Linked DNA regions of Zea mays: region 2 is linked to region 1. Evidence: chromatin contacts called from public Hi-C data. All regions are on one chromosome and are shown on one strand. Each heading gives the region's core, a stretch centred on a gene start, on an enhancer-like site or on the middle of the called end of the contact. The rest is flanking DNA. Distances are from core to core; before and after follow the strand shown.

Region 1 (4,225 bases), core at 602-3,101:
TCTCATAACAGTATAACACACATTTTGTATATAAGTTACCGTGATATTATATGTCCCCGTTGCAACGCACGGGCACTCACCTAGTTAACATATAGAACCCAAACAAGAAAAGTCAACTCAAACAGAAGTCTCATTTTATTGATATTACTCCAAATGGTTTAAGGCCCAACTTGAAAGGTAGTATATTTGGGACTCAAAGATGACAACCCTATATTGTTTGCGGTCATCCCAACCTCCACGGACATTTCAGCCTTCGTCTTCTTCGGTCTCCGCCACTATCTGTCCCAAGTCACCGCCACCCAACCGCACTCCCGATCCTTTGCCATCCAACCACATCGTTTTCATCTTGTGCCTACCCCCATTCCCATCTTAGCGACCGCCGCCATGGAAGTATGTCGCCCCTATCCATCCGCCCGCCTCACCTGGTCTATCTCCCTGCTCCCCTCCTCCTGATTTGCTTAACGTCGTGGAAGTTTATTGACCCTCCATATGCACACGGTTGAAACTAAATATCACCTCCCTTTTTTGTTTTCTAGCGGCTACCTGACAATATCCAGATTTATCATGTGGGCAAGTAACTTTGGTTGAATTAAGCAACAGTCTCTGTGAAACATTACTGGCTGGTTAGTATTGTTCATATGTCACGATGTATTTGGAAAAGATCATTACATCATCACAGATTATTTAGGGAACAAAAAGCTGACTGAAACAAAATATAACTCAAAAACAGTAATCTGTTTAAATTACTGTCAGTCACGCTCCATTACCTTGATGCTCCCATAAATGTTCTATGGATCGGAGCCTCCCTACCAGTCGCGCTCCATTGGATCAACCCGAACAAGATAATAGAGGTGGACTTACCCGCGGAAAAGAAAAAGGCGAGTATGTGAAGAGCGAAGACGTGCGAAGGTGTAGCAAAAGTGATTGACGACGCGAAAAAAGACCGAACGTGGGAGGAGCAATGACAGTCGAAGGCTGGCATCAAAGTACCCAAAACCTGAGGTGCTTGCAAACTACAGGATGTGGATGTTTAAAGCTCATTGATTGGAAACTGGCTTTTAGTTTGGACCTTAAAAAATTAAATGGGTAACTAAATTAAATTATAGAGCCCAAATATGAGACTTACACTTGGAGATACTTTAACTCCTTAAAAAAGTCCCCAAAACATATAATCACTGCGTCCCAAATTAAAATCCGTTTTACATTTTTTCTAGATTCATACAATAATTAATATAGGTGTTCTATATATAGGTTTATAATCATTCATATGAATATGAACATAAAACTATAGAGTTAAAACGACTACTATTTTAATATGAAGAGAGTATAAGATAAACTATTTTTCTAGATAAGCCATAAAATATTTGTCTCACGAAGCTCTTGAGAAATAGCCCTCCCAAACACCCATCAAAGATTGTCTCCTTGCTAATAATTGTCAGTTGTCACTAAGTCTCTGACTTGTGGATCTATCTAAGTTTATAAAATATAGACTTGATGACAATTTTGCAAAGCCCAATCTTTTCAATGGCAAAAGTCCAACTAAATTTCTCATCTCCGAGCAAACCAACCAAAAAGGCAACGCTCGCTGGTTGGAAACCACGAGCGGAGCCTCGCGGCCGATACCGTCACGCCACCTGACACCTGCGCGGCGTCCCTGGTCCCACTGCGCCGTGACTCCAGGATCATACGTGTCCCACGTCTCGGGACCCAATAGCTATCCGCCACGTGGGCCCTCTCCCCGCCACGGCGCCACGTACCATGTCACGTGCCCCTGCCCGCTCGCCCCCGCGCGGCGTCACCAAAATGATCTGCACGGCGAACGCGAGTCTCCTAAACGATACCGGGCGGGCAGGCACACGAGCGCGAGCACGCACGAGTTCGCGAGTCCCCCTGACCCCCACGTGCGCGTCGTTGGAACCAAGGATTGGATTAGCCTCGCCGACGACGAGGAGAGAAGAGCTGGTGGCTGGCGAGGGGCTCGCGGGGATGGGGATCTCGAGGCCCCTGGCGCTCCTTCTGGCGCTGCTGATCGCCGTCGCCGGCGCGACCGCCGAGGAGCCCGTAGTGGCGGCGGACTCGGTGGCCGGCGCGGTGGAGGCCGCGGCGGCGCTCAGGGTGGAGGAGGCTGCGGAGGCCGCGGCGCTCAGGGCCGAGCTGGAGCAGCTCCGGGCGAAGATCTCCGCCTTAGGTCAGTGCCCAAGGTTTGAATCCACGTGGCGCGCTTGATTTTACTGTCTGGATGTTTTGGCCTGGGACGGGTTGGTGGTGGAATCGTCGAGTTCATGCCGCGCAGCTAGGTTAATTTGTGCCGTTTCACTGGATTGACGCCGGTCCGGTGAGCTCTCCGGGGTTTAGGGCCCGATTCGTTGCGGCGAGGCGCGGTTTCGCGGTGGTTGGTGAGCTACCTGGATCTGTCTTGTTGGGGTTTTAGCTTCTGCCTGCTTCTAGTCGTCTGGATGGTGCGCGCGCGACAGTGCTCGATTGATCGTGTAGCTGGCGGGGTGCTGCGAGATTGTATTCGATTCTCTCGTGCTGATATCGACCGTGGGTTGCATAATTCTCCCTTTTTGGTATAAAATTGGATAATTCTATCTTTTTGAGGCAACTGCTTATTTTAGGGCCAACCCCCCCCCCCCCCCCCCCCCCAAAGCTTCCTCTTCTGTTTACATAGTAGCTTTGTTTCTGATTGCCGTTAACACAAAAGCTACAAAAGTTCACATATACCTCTACTGTTACAATTACGTCAGTGGGCGGTGGGCCAGTGTGTAATTGCAGCTGTTGTGCCTTTGCCATGGATGCTGATCCACTGCCATAATGCTTGGGGTCCTGCTTCATTGATGTGTACTAGAATCGAGTAGCTGGGGAAGTCTAGCAATATTAATTGCAGTAAAACAGTAAATTCTCTGAAGATGCCTGTACTATTGAAGAATGTAAACTCAAACTATGCCACGGCATGGAAATAGTAGTATCTTGTCATCGTGATATCATTCCTGTGATCCTGTCATAAGCAAAGCAATTTCCTTTACTTCGCCACTTTGTGATTCTTTATTAGCCTACCAGATTCATTCTAATTTTGATATCCCACGGGCCACGGGAACCATTATTGTGTTTGTTTTCTTGCTACAGAGTCAGACATAGCAGTGCGATCTCTCGAACTGAAGAATAAGGACGATGTCATCGTGAACCTAGAGAAAGCCATTGCGGAGAAGTCAAAGGCTATTACCTCTATGCAGGGCGAGATTGCTTCTCTCCAGGTAAAACACCACAGTTAGTTTTGAAGTTTGCACATTCTTACAAATAACTTTGCACTTATGCTTATGAGCTTATCTAAGTACAGGCAAAAGGATCTCTAGCTGCCGAGGAGCAGGCTAACAAGGCCAATGCCAAGGCTGTTGAACTTGAGAAGCAGGTATAGGCTATAAGAGTTCATGAACATTTGGAACGTGCTAGCAATGTGTTTATGATTTCTCTTTATTTTTTTCCTGTTCTAGATTGACAAGCTCAAAAAGGATATTCAAGCACAAAGTAGTCAGAAAGCAGCACTAGAATCTAGGGCCAACGATGCAGAGAACAAGGTGGAAAAGTTGAATGAAAAGCTTAATACAGTAAGCGCATAAACCTTCCTTGTCTATGGAATATTGAGTGACTTTTTTAAAGAAAAAAATCAGTGGTCAACTTCTTAGTTTCGTGTGCTACTGTAAGTGTATATGCCATCTGCTTTTCCCTTTCTAGTTGGCTATATACAAGCCTGCAACAAATTCTTATGACACTAGCAGATCAAACTAGATATCTGTACTAGAGTCTAAAGTCCATTGGAATTTTAAATTCTATTGAAGGCATTTGGTGAAGAACCATCCAACCAAATGGACATTTTAGATGTTGGATTACACTATACTTGTATTTTGTCGTTGCTAGATGCAAAAGGAAAGTGATGAGCAAAAACGCAAAATCAAGAAGACAGAACGTGCTCTTAAAGTCGCTGAGGTTTGCAATAAGTTTGTTTTACTATTAATGCACTTGTGTCCTGGTTGTTGTGTGGTATATATACTATTACATATTTGTTCTTTCGCATTGTAGGAGGAATTGATGAGGTTGCAGTTAGAAGCAACTGCTAAATCAAAACAGCTGACTGAGGTAAGGATATATCCTGTCACTACCATTAGTTGTTTTTTTTATCGGGAGTTATCTTTAGTTGTACTTAATGAAGATTTATAAATTTCTGCAA
Region 2 (3,805 bases), core at 656-3,155, 200 kb after region 1:
TCATGCGACATTCAGATTCAGGCCGGCACGATGGCAAGCACAAGCAATGGAATTCCTTCTTATATATATAATATGCATCTTGATGACCATATAGCAGTAATGGATGTAACAGCAGTGGCAGCATCACCAGCAACAGCACCTCTTCTGGCGCCTAGAGGAGGAAGGAGACAGACCAGAGGTGCTCTGGCTCTAATCGTGGCTGCTGTCTGTCGCTGCCTACTCGTACTCCGCGCTGTGGAGGTCCGTCATGGAGAAGGACCTCGGGGACCGAAACGACCCGGCCCTCGCCATCTGGCCGGCGGTGGCGTGCGCGCTCAGCCGCGGGGACGGGAACGTGGGCGGCCTCCTGCCCCTGAGCCCGCCGCGCCCGTGCTGGCCCTCGTCCTCGTCCTCGTCGTCCGCGCCCTCCTCGTCGTCCTCCTCCACCACCGCGTGGTCCGGGGCCAGCAGCGGCGGCAGGTACGCGGTGGCCAGCGCGCTGCACGACGCCCGCCGCCGCGACCACGCCCGCAGCACGCGCCGCCGCTTGTTGAACGGGTTCTCCGGCTTCGCGATCTCCTTGGCGGCCGCCGTCGCAGCCGCCTCCGCCAGGCTCGTGAACGACTTGGACTTGCCCGCGTAGAAGTTGGACAGGCCCCGCCTACGAATTCGTTCCTCGGTTAGTTCGGTGTTCAAGGATTATATATTATTACTATTCTCATTATAGGGCAAGAAAGAGAGGATCAGCAGGGAAATGCATTGCTGCTGTCAAAACCACGACTGCTGCTAAGGATGGGAAGAAAAAACACTTCTCTTCTTTTCTATGTACACATCTCTTGTCATTGCTAGCTACTCTACTCGGATCTAAACCAGCCTCTTACAATTTCGCTACAAGAACATTATTTTTCGCAGCAAAAAAATCGGATTTTTATCCATAAAACATGTTGTCTCCAGCAGCGGTCGGTTTTGCAGGAGCAATTTCTAGCGGCATAGTAGAAGAAACAACACCAAGCAGTAGCAGCAGTTACTAATACTAGCGGTAGATCAGATCAGGAAGAGAAAGGGGATTAGCAGAGAAGCAAGCAGCTTACTTGGTGGGCAGGGCATCGTCCAAGGACTGGAGCGTGGCCAGCCCCATCATGCCGAGCCCCTGCGCCTTGCCTTCCACCTCCTCCTCCTCCCCGTCGCTGCCCTCCTTGTCGGACGCGGAGTTCTCGCCGATGGAGGAGCTGTCGGACGACGCCGCGCCGATCGACGAGGCCTCCGACAGCGCCTCTTCCTCCCTCCCCGCCGCCGCCGCCTCACCGCCACGCTCTTCCTCTTCCTTCTCACGTTCTTGGACCAAGTACCCGTTGGCGTCCCTCATCCTGTCCGCGTCCTCCGGATCCGGCTTCCCGCTCCCCGACTGCCGGAAGCCGCCGTGCGCCGGCCGCGCCACCGCCGTGGACATGCCCGCGACCAACCAACCTACCTACCTACCTAACAACCGAACCTACCAACCGACCGATCAGCGAATCCGGCCCGGCAGAGCCTCCGCCGCGGCGCACCTCGGGCCCCGGCGCCCGGATCGACCGGCCGGCGCGCAGGAGGAGAGCCGCGGAGCGATTGAGCGAAGGCGAGAAATCCCGGCGCGCGCGAGCGAGATGGGTGGGTGGGTCAGTGGGTGGGTGGGCGGAGAGGCAGGGAGGGGGAGGAGACGGGCGGGGAAGGGAAAGGGGCGAGGGGGACAGGATAAGGAGCTGGACCCTGCCACGCAGTGGAATTGTATTGTATAGTCGGACGGAGAGAGAGAGAGAAGGAGACGACCGACCGGCGGCGAGCGAGGTGTGCAGTGCAGTGCACCTGGTGGGGGTGGATGAGGTAGCCGGTCTCGTCTCTGTCGCTCGCTGCCGCGTGGGCCCGCCGGTCCCGCGAGCCGCGCTACGTAGGCTCGGATCAGGGAGAGAGCAAACCCCCACCGTCAGTATCTTTTCCCCGTACGGTATACGCACACGGTACCTGCGCCACATGCTCGGCCACACGCAGGTAAGGTTGGACCAGCACACTCGGGCGCACGACATCGACACGTCACTTTACTTAGGCATACGATGTACGTACAGCACAGCACAGCACAGCGCAGGCTGGACCACACGCTCCGTACGTACGTATGTGCAGTGTACGCGCGTGCGTGACGTGGCTGGTGCTCCTCTGTCTATTTTGTTTGTCAGGCGTTACGACAGAGCCGGGGAAGAGGATTAGCGCGAGCTGGAGCGATCGCTCTCAGGATTTTCTCGTGGGGTTCGGTGGAAGACGATATGGACGGCGCGTGAACGAGCGAGGTGTTCCGCGCCAGGTTCGGTTAACGCGCTGTCAGGAGGAGGAGGAGGTAAAAAACAATGGTGTCTGTCTGTCGATGCAGGGCTCGGTTGATGGAGAAGTACTTCTCGCACACCGTCCGGGGATTTGAGAAGATCCCGCCGCGTGTGTAGGGCCCACTAGCCCAGTAAGGGCTTGTTCGTTTTGGAGTGGACTGAGGGGATCCACTCCAAAACGAACAAGCCCTAAAAGGACCACGAAAAGATCAGTTTCGGATAGTCCCAAGGCACGAGTCTAAAGTGGGTTGGGCGAAAGAGGAAGCCACTCGAGTGGATTCTGCTCCTGACCCGTCGTAAGTGACTAGTCACGTTTACTGTGTCGGACACCGATTTACAAGTCGATCCACCTTTCACTTATGACCTACGAGTCCTAGTGTTCCGGTCCACTCAACCTATCAACCCTAGGATTGAGCGCACTGGCCATCTGTAGGGCCTGCAACACGACGAGCCGCGTCGAGACCCAGGCTACGGAGGCCAGAGATCGACGTGTGTCGGTGTTTCGAATCTCGTTCCGACAAATAAATTTATTCTGCGCGTTTCGGGAGGGTGTGCGTGGTAGGCACAAGATTTATACTAGTTCGGGCAGAACCTCCCTACTTCCAGTCACCGGTGGCTTGCACTACCGAGCTCATTAATGATCAAAACCCGTAGTAGGGGTTACAAGCGGGCGAGAGATGGAGGAGACGCTCCCAAGTCTCTTTTTTTGGGTGGAAGTGGAGCTTAGAAGCTACAAGGTGGAGTCCTAGTTAAGTCTTGGCTCGGCGGCAGGGCTCCGACATTCTGGCCCTCGTCGACACTCCTCCTGTTCGTCCTTGTGGGTGCTTCGTCTGAAGGCGTCCAGAGTCGCCCGGTTGTCTTATGAAGCGTCCAAAAGAACTCTCCCAACCCCTCCCTTTTATAGGCCAGAAGAGAGGTCGACCAGCGGTGTCTTCCTTGGGATGGAGCTGTAAGGCAAGGGTAAAACTAGCGTTCTACCTAGGGTGAAGCCATGCGTACTCATGGAGCCTGGGGCTGCCTAGCTGTCTCGTATTTACCGCGGAGGATGGCTTGGGGCTGCGATGGTCCCAAGCGCCATCATTTTGACTATGCCCACCCTGGCCTTCGTAGCCTAGGGTTCGACGCGGTCTGTCGTCTAGTGCCTAGCTAAAGGTCCGCACACTCAGACCTAGTCCGATAGGCCATGAGTGCGCCGTAGGCCGAGGGGCACGCGGGATATTTGAAAGTTGCCTAGATGGGGTGGATAGTGAAAGGGAAATGTGCCCTTGGCCCATTTCTAAGTATTTTGGTGATTAAGTGTCAACACAAGTGCTTAGATGTGAACCAATGCCCATGAATGAACAAAGTGCAAATCTACAACAAAGGTATGTTTCTAAGTCTTAGTACATTGGTTTTGTGTACTAATATATTTGTCTAAGTGTTAGAAACAGATAGAAGAAGATAAGAGAAGACTTGGCTGTGTACAGCCAAGGGGC

What was found. A called contact is a pair of places that touch in the nucleus more often than the background predicts.
Region 2: a Hi-C map of bundle sheath shows a contact between it and region 1, with 3 times the contacts expected there. The contact joins the promoter of LOC103653181 here to the promoter of LOC100277246 in region 1. A contact is called at or near these places in 4 of 25 Hi-C or Micro-C datasets (bundle sheath, ear, endosperm and 1 more).

The regions. Positions count from the first base shown.
Region 1 is chr4:44,015,472-44,019,696 of Zm-B73-REFERENCE-NAM-5.0, forward strand. It overlaps LOC100277246, which reads left to right and starts at 1,852. Exons shown (of 13, transcript NM_001150871.2): 1 at 1,852-2,188; 2 at 3,127-3,254; 3 at 3,338-3,409; 4 at 3,492-3,605; 5 at 4,078-4,134. The coding sequence starts at 1,987.
Region 2 is chr4:44,215,768-44,219,572 of Zm-B73-REFERENCE-NAM-5.0, forward strand. It overlaps LOC103653181 (oligopeptide transporter-like protein), which reads right to left and starts at 1,906. Exons shown (of 2, transcript XM_008680143.4): 1 at 1,071-1,906; 2 at 17-640. The coding sequence starts at 1,429. The coding sequence ends at 217.